Linked DNA regions of Mus musculus: regions 1 and 2 are each linked to region 3. Evidence: chromatin contacts called from public promoter capture Hi-C data. All regions are on one chromosome and are shown on one strand. Each heading gives the region's core, a stretch centred on a gene start, on an enhancer-like site or on the middle of the called end of the contact. The rest is flanking DNA. Distances are from core to core; before and after follow the strand shown. Region 1 holds the start of Mllt11 (myeloid/lymphoid or mixed-lineage leukemia; translocated to, 11). Region 2 holds the start of Lix1l (Lix1-like). Region 3 holds the start of Anp32e (acidic (leucine-rich) nuclear phosphoprotein 32 family, member E).

Evidence for each region. Promoter capture Hi-C pulls out the DNA fragments that hold promoters and counts their contacts.
Region 1: a contact with region 3 is called in a promoter capture Hi-C map of the SN4741 cell line, with 3 times the contacts expected there. The contact joins the promoter of Mllt11 here to the promoter of Anp32e in region 3. A contact is called at or near these places in 1 of 39 promoter capture datasets (the SN4741 cell line), 3 of 115 datasets of contacts at active chromatin or transcription factors (effector CD8 T cells, microglia and pancreatic cancer cells) and 3 of 9 other capture datasets (adipose tissue, liver and macrophages).
Region 2: a promoter capture Hi-C map of liver shows a contact between it and region 3, with 5 times the contacts expected there. The contact joins the promoter of Lix1l here to the promoter of Anp32e in region 3.

Annotation. Positions count from the first base shown.
Region 1 is chr3:95,226,894-95,229,990 of GRCm38.p6, forward strand. It overlaps Mllt11 (myeloid/lymphoid or mixed-lineage leukemia; translocated to, 11), which reads right to left and starts at 1,784. Exons shown (of 2, transcript NM_019914.4): 1 at 1,191-1,784. It overlaps Cdc42se1 (CDC42 small effector 1), which reads left to right and starts at 1,531. Exons shown (of 5, transcript NM_172395.3): 1 at 1,531-1,972.
Region 2 is chr3:96,599,397-96,602,487 of GRCm38.p6, forward strand. Lix1l (Lix1-like) reads left to right here and starts at 1,737. Exons shown (of 6, transcript NM_001163170.1): 1 at 1,737-2,077. The coding sequence starts at 1,786. It overlaps Gm52628 (a long non-coding RNA gene), which reads right to left and starts at 1,703. Exons shown (of 2, transcript XR_003954672.1): 1 at 915-1,703; 2 at 186-821. Ankrd34a (ankyrin repeat domain 34A) reads left to right here. Exons shown (of 2, transcript NM_001024851.3): 2 at 1-382.
Region 3 is chr3:95,927,855-95,930,720 of GRCm38.p6, forward strand. It overlaps Anp32e (acidic (leucine-rich) nuclear phosphoprotein 32 family, member E), which reads left to right and starts at 1,403. Exons shown (of 7, transcript NM_023210.4): 1 at 1,403-1,796. The coding sequence starts at 1,743. Gm46815 (a long non-coding RNA gene) reads right to left here and starts at 1,171. Exons shown (of 3, transcript XR_001783926.1): 1 at 886-1,171.

The DNA.
Region 1 (3,097 bases), core at 534-3,033, 700 kb before region 3:
GAAAATGTGTGAGATATTAAAAGGCTGAAAATCTCTAGCTATACCATTGACCTATCGACATGTACAGAGAGACTCAAATTTGTCCCAGAAAACAGACATAAAGGCATATGTGGCATTAAAATAAAAAAGACCGGCTGCTCTTCAGCTATCGTCCCCTTTCTTTCCCTAAATGCTCTTCACCCATCATTTTATCTATTTTTGCTTATCCTAAGGGCTCTGGATGGTGAAAATTGACATATTTGCTCAGTAAATGCCACCCAGTTATTTTATGCAGAGTAACTTCTAAATTTTCATTGTCTATTCTTAGAGATAAAATGATTAGTAGATACACACATTTAAAAGATACACTTTCTTTAAACTACCTGGACACACCCAAATACCCTTTGTCCAGATCCCCCCAAGAGCATTCAAGGCCTAATCCACAGGGCCTTGCTGTGTCATGCTGCCACCATGCAGTCTAAGGAGGGATGGTGGTGGATGAAAATGGAGGCTTCCTGGTATTTCTCATGTTGCTCTAGGATTTTCCTATTAGCCACAATCCTCCCCTTTTTCTAGGAGGAGCTGCAAAGACAAATCTGCTGTCATAAGTAGTTCCTGTGAGCTACACTGATTGCAGCATGCCATCGGGCAATCCCACAATGGCTCCCACCTGTCCCACCTAAAGCCTCTTTGGAGCAAAAATCTGAGATAGGGAGGAGATTGTTAAAGGTTCCAATCACTCTCAATAGCATCTCATGTTTAAAAAAAAAAAAAAGTACCCTACTCCCCAAACCTCCCTACAAGAGACAGAAAATCGAGGGGGATAGAAATACAAGGGAGTAGAGGCTACAATAATTACAGTAGGAATAAAGATTCACCAAATAACTGGTAGCAGAAATTATAGCTTGAAAAGGAAGATATAGATAACTAGACACTAGACAGAAGCCATTAGATGCACAGGGCAAAAATTATAGGAAAATGAATACATGAAATGAAGAGCTAAATGCCGAGAGATGATTACAGGTAAAGTGCTAGAAATGAATGCCTAGGTCCATGGTAAGGCATGGATGGAGATCTTAACAGATAAAAAATCTGGTAACGAATAGTAACCCATTGTTCATAGCGCCCCCTTCTCTCCTCTTAAACTGCCCCCCACCTCGGTCTCACACGGGGTCTTTCAAGCTTAAGAAGCGGTCCCTCGTCTTGGTTACCTGTTAGCAATGAATGACTAGGGTGTTCCGAAGACGGAAGGGATGCCTCAGGGGCTCGGGGGTCGGCTCTGGACTGGAGAGGAGGAGGCTGCTGAAGGAAGCTGTCGCGGATGTGACGGCTTTGTCTCCTCACGCCTTCTCCCTCGTCTGTGACAGAATCTGCCGCTGGGTCTCCCCTGCAATGCAGCCCCTCCTAGCAAGGGCGGAAGCACTCCCCGCCCCCTCTCTGCCTGACTCGGCTAATTCGAGGGATAGGTTCCGGAACACGCTATCCACCGTAGAGCCTCTCCGTCGGCTCGCACCGCACCCCCACCTCTCCAAGTACCCTCGTGCTGACTGGAGCGCATGGCTGAGCAGTTAATTGTCCTCTAACTTAGATGTATGGGTTAAAAAGTCTTCCGGTTAAACAACAGAATGGCCCTCCTTTCCCACTGTAAGGACTAAAGGGGACTTTGGGAGACTCAGAAAGGGCCCCAGCGCATCGTCCTCTCAGCGCCTGCAGCAGGTGGACAGACTAGCACAGACAGTTGGGGTGCCGCGGTTGTCCCCGAGCGCGGTGCTTGCCGCTGTCCCCGCGGGCCACGCCGTGCGCCCCGAAGCTGGGCGGAGCGCTGCGCTCCGCTCTCAGCCCCTGGGTTTCGTAATCGCGTCGCCGGCGTTTCCGCCCTCCGCCAGCCCCACCTCTGCCGGCCCGCCCTCAACTCCCCGCCGTGCCGAGAAGCAGCCAGGGGACCCGGAGTGGCGGAGCCCCCGCCCGCAGTGGGGACGCCGGGGAGCCGCAGGTAAGAGCGCCGGGCGAGCCGGGCTGCGCGCGGGCGGCGGGGAGGGGAGGGCAGGGCAGCGGGGAGGTCGCGATCACAGTACACGCGCGGGCGGCGCAAGCCACGGAGAGGCAGGGAAGCGGCGACTGCAGCGTGGGGCCGGGTGGAAGGTGCGAAGCGACAGGGGCTCCTCGCCGGCCCTCTAACCTGAGAGATCTGCTGTGCTAGAGAATCCGAAGTGGTGCTGGGCCCCGGAAGGTCTAAGCCAGAGTGAAGCAGCCACGGAGAACATTGACAGAGCCAGTACAATTCATCGAAGTTCCCATCCTGGGTCGCAGTGGGTGGGGGACGGAGCTGGAGTCTGACGGAGAATATTGGGGGAGGGGAAGAAATTAGGATCTCCTTCTGTTAACTTTTAAGTATCCCCAGCCCTTCCCTGGGGTTAGGGCAGGGTTGGTGCTCGGACAAATATCTGTAACTTGTTTGAAAATGGGGCCCATTCCTCTCTTGGGAGTCCCTCAGCAGCCCGCTATGTTTGGAGGGTCTCCACACAGGGACCAGCTGCATCCCCGGGCTTATAGCCAGAATTTGCCCACACGATTCTCAAGTCTCTTTCTCTCCAGCTGCTTCTTGCTTCTTGTGAAGGCTTGTCAGACAGCGGGTTGGAGAGGGAGGCCTTGGGGCCGGAGGCAGCGGGACCGGGAGAACCGGTTTGGGGCTACCACAGGCTCGGGGAACTACCTGTGTACATCCTTCCTCCCCACCTCTCTCCTGCTCGCCCCTCTACAGCTCTGAAGTGTGTAAGGCCCACCGGGACGATGACGGTGGTTTAGGGTTTGTCATTTCAAGTTCTGGGTTTCTGGTGGAAGTGAGAGGGGCCCTCCTGTCAAGGATGTGGCTTTCTGCGCTTTTGTCCCTGATCCCTCCTGGCTTCCTTTTTACTGTGGGGATGAAGTAGTGGGCCATGGATTCAGCATCCCACCCTCCCCAGCTAGCCAGCTCAGGCTTTATTTGTTCCCAGCCCATTCGTTGGCTGCTTTGAAGAGGAGTGACAGCCAAAGCTTAGTACTTCCTTTTCTGGCTTTGTTCCTCCTCCCCCCCCCCCCACCCCACCCCACCCCACCCCCAACTCCCGCACTACCACAG
Region 2 (3,091 bases), core at 487-2,986, 670 kb after region 3:
CTTTCTCTTCATGACTATCTCGCCCCATTCTGCAGGCCTTGCTTCTCCATGCCTGGCTCCTTGTTCACACCCTGCTCCCATCCGCTTTTCAGGATGTCTTCTTCACTGTTCTTGGGGTTCCCAAAGCAGCTCCCAATCTCACTTCTGTTGCTGCCTTCCACGCTCTCCACTTCTCAGTTTCCTGCTTTTTATTCCCTCCCTGTGCCCCCCACACACACATATACCACTCCAGATTGTCTTGTTTACCCCAGGGGTAGGTCATGGGCTCAAAGTTGCTCTTCTGTGTGTCTGAGCTTATGAACAACCCCCCACAGGTAGAAGTGGGGAGCAAGCCTAAGTCAGTCCTCTTACCACTTGTCAAATAAATGTGTTCAGAAGTCTGTTTTGTCACTGCTGCCTGAAAGTGTGGGTTGGGGGGGGGGGTGAAGAGAGAGGGCATGGGAGGGTGAGACTTACAGTCACAACTACTCAGGGAGCCAATCTAGAGGCTGCAGCTACTTTCTTTCCAGGAGACCAACTGACCAGTAGTGGTTGTAGAAGAAAAGGCAAATGGGCCCTGTGTTCTGAGGTTTTAAGGCATTTGGTGGGCCTCCCCCCAGCCTCCCCATGCCTGACTTTTAATGATTTAAGATTCTTACTGCCCCTCTTCTCCATAAGCAGATGCTACTTCCTACATCTTGACCACACAGGTTTTGTTGTTGTTTTAAATACAGGGTTTAATTTCATTTCACCAGGTGTGCCTTTATTCATTTTCTTCTAACCTCCATAGTCCCAGGTCTCTTAGCCAACCCTAGGAGAGGGGGTGGGGCTAGTAACTTCACCTAAGGGGAAAAGGAATGGTCAGTCAACAAAAGGGTGTCGCAGCTTGTGTGCATGGATGTCTGCTGGGAACAACTGTTGGAACCCAGACTTACCTGGATCAAGCACCCTTTCCATCTATGTCCTGAATTTCTCTGTTTGATAGGTTTCTGAGTGTATTCTAGCTCACTCTTTCTGTACAGTGATAAACACATTCTACGTTCTCTGACTCCCTTAGTGAGTAGCTGAAGTCAGAAAACCATTCCTGAATGTAAATAGTGAAAAAAGGAAAATATTTGGATTAAAACACTTAATGTCTGAATCTCCCTTGCCATCCAGCCATTTCATGTATCTAATCTTCCTGAGCATCACTTTTCTTGTTTGTAAAATAAAACCTGGTTTGTACTTGGCAGCTATTAAATAAGGCAGTGCACTCAAGTATATGACATAGCATATTCTCACTAAAGTCAGCACTATACTCAGTTTTCACTCCACCACCAATTGTGTATGAACTTAAAGATGAGTCACATCACTTCTCTGAACCGCATCTACATCTAGAAAGTAAAGTGATCAGACAAATGGTCCTTAAGAAACCTCTCCAGCTACAGTTCTATCCAGCCTTGCATCCAGGCCTATTTTCCCTTCAAGCCCCGCCCCAGGGGTCTGGCCGGATTTCTATCGCTTACCACAGGATTCCCAAAGATGCTCCGAAGCTCTCTCTCTTAGACGATTTAGCCTTTTCTTTATTCAATTGGTTCCCGTGCCTCCGCCTTCCTCAATCATTTGCCTAAGGTGGCTCAGGAGCCCACCCCTTTCCTCCCTCTCCACCAGTGATTGGCATGGCATCTGGTTCGTCCCGCCCGCTCTTGACTGACAGCTGGATCCCGGCACCGCCCTCAATCCCCTGGCTCTTGCTCACTGGGGTAGCTGGGACCGTTAGCTCGCCAGGCTGGCAGGCTCCGGGGCCCAGCTCCGCCGGCCACCGGGATGGAGACGATGCGAGCACAGCGGCTGCAGCCCGGTGTAGGCGTCGGTGGGAGAGGCACTTTGCGAGCGCTGCGGCCAGGGGTGACCGGGGCCCCGACTAGCGCCGCCACACCCCCCGTGGGCCCGCCGCCCGCCCCGCCGCCCCCCGCCCCGCCCCCGCCTCCGCTGCTTCTGGCTGGGGCCCCCGGGCTGCCCCTGCCCCCCGGCGCCGCGGGTAGCCCTGCGGTGCTGCGCGAGGCTGTGGAGGCGGTGGTGAGGAGCTTCGCCAAGCACACGCAGGGCTACGGTCGAGGTAAGTGTCGGGAACTGGCCTCCTGCGGGACACCCTCTAGTCAAGAGCCTGGCTCCCACAGCTCCCACTGTCCTCACAGTGGCTCCGCTTGGCGTCCAGCCTTCGCATGCATTTCCTTTTGGGGAGTTTCCTTCTGGACACACACACAAGCGCGCACGCGCGCGTGTACACACACACACACACACACACACACACACACACACACGAGTTATTAATGCATTCTTCAGGGACTCCTGTTTTCAGATGCAATTCTCTTTTCTTCCCAACTTTTTCTCTGTCAGCAGGCTTAAGATTTTAATGTCCTTCTCCCTTTAAGAACCCGCCCCTATTGTGTGGGATCCTCTCCTTTATCTCAGACCCAGGGCATTTCTCATCCTTACCCTTCTCTGTCTTCTCTCTCTGATCTCAGCAATTCCTGTACTCCCATCTCCTGAGCCCTTGTACTTCATCTTCTGAATCTCGACTTTTTAGTTCTTCACATACTTAACTTACCCACCCCACCTCCCACCATGAAATTTCCACCATGACTTCAGATCTGCTGGAGAATTATTAGGTAGTGCTTTCAAAAGTCACTCACAATAATTGTTCCTTTGAATCTGAACCCACACCATTGAGGCCGTGCCAGCTTCCTGTGACTTGGTGCCTCGCTTTAGTGTCTTAGTTTGGAGCCTCACAACTCGGGCCTCTGTCTGTCTGGCGCTGTATTCCTGGCCCTTGCCCAGGAACTGAGGATAAATCTCAGGCCCTGGCTCACTCAATGCTAAATTCTGTGGAAACAAGCCAGGCAACAACCTTATTTTGCTTAGAAATTGCCGGCTTAAAGATGCCTAATTTCTGGGAAGAGGGATGTGAGAATTTTCTTTGTTGTTTTTGTTTAGGCAACGTTAACCAATTTCCTGTCAGAATCCTGGTTCCAAATTCATAGTTTAAACGACAAGGAACACACAGTGAAGGGTGTATGACTCAGACTTTAAGTCTGGAATTTCCAACACATCCCTTCTGTTTCCTTGATCA
Region 3 (2,866 bases), core at 153-2,652:
GATCTTGGTATAGTTTATCACAGAAGGAATTGCAACACATGGCAACTAAGAAGCAGAGAAAAAGGAATCTAAAAGAAATAATTACATAGTTTCTGTTGTTATTGTTATTTTGTGACAGAGGCTGGCCTTGGATTTACTTAGTAGATGACTGTGGATCTGCCCCTCTCTCCCTTCTGAGGGCTATGATTAAAGGAATGTTGGATCTTTCAGGAACATTAAACAGAAAAAAAAAGTTTTGGTTTTGTTTTTAATTTACTTATTTTGTTTTTGCATATCCGTGTGTTTTGCCTGCACGTACGCACACACAATGCATCTGTGCCTGTGGCCTGTGGAGTCCGGAGGATGCCTCTGAATTTCCTGGCATTGTAGTTATGGGTGATTATGAGCCACTATATGGGTGCTAGAAATCGAACCAGGGTGGAACCTCTGCTAGAGGTCATTGCCTCTCCATCCCCTCACACTTAAAAGAACATTTTAAGTAGATTCCTGTAGGAAAGGAGAGGCCTTGCTGGACAGTTTCTGATAATTGTGTTTCTTTAGGCCTGTGTTATTTTTCCTCTAAGGTGTCAATTTTGTTTGTTTGTTTTTCTGTCTTTTGGAAACAGTCTCTCCCCACCCCACCCCCCTTTCTGTGTAATCCTGGAACTCGCTCTGTAGACCAGGTTGGCCTCGAATTCAGAGATCTGCCTGACTCTGCCTTCCAGTGCTGGGATTAAAGGCGTGTGCCACCGCGGCTGGCTCTAATATTCCAACTTTTTAGCAGTGACAAATGACCTCAGTATCAACTCCTCCTGGACAGTTTTATTTAAAGGCTTCTGACTCAACGTGCTAAACTCAACTCTGCTTTCAGAGCCGTTCCCCCCTTTATGTTGGAAGTTAAAATACCTTCTTTATCACGCTCTGGTTCTACAAGCAGTTCGGGACGGGGAGGTGTCACCAACACGCTGTTCGCGCTCGCGCCCCTGCTTACACTTTAGCCGCAGAGCAGAAGGCTTGTGCTTTAAGACCACCGAAAGCTCTGGGTGCAGTGTGTTGCATGACCCACTTACAACTTGGGGATGCCAACGACGCCTTTTCCCTTCCTTTTAACCCTGAAGCCAGAAAAACCCCAAACAAACAAAAACAAACCCAACAGACACCCAAACCGTCCTACTACCAAGGGGAAAGCGCGCCAATCACACAAAGAAAAGGAGGGGGGCGACTGGGATTCAAAATCATTTCTCCGGGACGTACATCCTCCCGAACCTATCGGAATTAACTGCGCGCCTAGTCAGAGCCAATAGACACTGAGTTTCTGGTCCAGGTCCCCCCTAAAGACAAATGGACAACCCTCTAGCCCAATGGAGTCGTGTGACGCTAAGGACTCGACCAATCCCGTTGGGAGGTGGGTGGAGTGTAGGCTAGGGGGGGTTGGCGGTGCCGTGTCATGGAGGCTCAGTCTCGCAGCAGCCATTGAAGGGGAAGGAACTGCGGGCGCGCGCGTGTCTCTCTCCCTCACTCTCTCTGTGTGAAAGTGTGTGCGTGCCCGAGTGTGCGCGCGCGGGTGTGTGGACTCGGAGGTGGGGGCAGCCGAGTTAGTCCCAAGTCGTCGGACTCCATTTGCTATTCTTTTCTTTCTCTCCCACACCCGTGTGGTAGTGGGCGTTCGTCTTTGCGTCTCTTTTCATTCATCTCCAGACCTTTAGAGGTTTTTTTAGGGTTGGGGATAGTGGGGAGGGCAGGCGAGGGGAAAGGAGGAGGACATGGAGATGAAGAAGAAGATTAACATGGAGTTGAAGAACAGAGCCCCGGAGGAGGTGAGATGACTCAGCCCCCATAGTCCCCTCCCGCCCTGGATCGTGAGGGGTGGGCTTCGGGGGTCCGGGTGGGTGCGCAGGGCGGGCTGGGAAGCGCGCCCCCACTTGGGGTGGAGGCGGGGTGTTTATTTTAAGTTTTAAATCACCAGGCTCTTGTGCTTAAAATGGCGAAGGGCTTAAGTTTCTAGGGGCATTTTCGTGAGCGCGCGGGGGCTCAGCCCCATGGCGTCCTCGCAGACTGGTGGCCCGGCATCGCGGGCGCGGGCGGCGTGGGCGCGACCCCCGGGTCCTCGCCACCTGCGAAGTTGGTGTAACTTTCCCGCGGCGCCGCCACTCGGCCGGCCGCGGCCCCGGGTGTGGGACTCGCGCCGATCTGTGCCCCACGCTCCCTCCGACCGTGCCCGCTCGCGGGCAGCACGCGCCGCGGCCGGGGCCGCAGCGGAATCCCGGGACCCGACGGCGCGGGCCGCGATCCGCGTGGCGCGCGGACTTTTACGCAAGCTGGAGGCTTGTGCGAGCCTCGCTGCGCTCAGTGCGGTCGTAGGGAAGAGTCCCGAGTCTTGAAGGGGGCCCGGGAGGCGTCGCCCCGACTCCCCGCCGTCGGATTCCCTAGCGGTTTACGCCAGGTCCGCGGGTCTGGAGATTGGCCGCGGCGGGCGGGGACCAGGCTCGCTGATTCGCGGCCGCGGCGTGAAATCGAGGGACAAGGGGTCCGCGCCGCCGTGGTCCCTTGACGCCCGCTCAAAGGCGGGCATCTGCCGGGCCTCCACAGTTATCATGCAGAGCCAACGGTCCCTGAGCCCTGCTGATTTTCGTGGTTCCTTTGCGGGTTTTGGTGACTGGAGGCGAGAGAGAGGTGGTGGAAACATTGTTGCTGTGAGGGTTATCTCTGGGAGCAATGGAAGTTTTCTAGAGCTTCTTAGAAGATTCTAGAAAAACTCAAAAGTTGAAAGCTGTCAGCAGGACGTGGTGAGTGATATCTGTAATTCTGTATATCTGTAAATCTGTACTTCTCATATCAAGAAATTCCCAGCCCTTGGGAGGGAGGCCGAGGTAGGACGCTGGTTGCA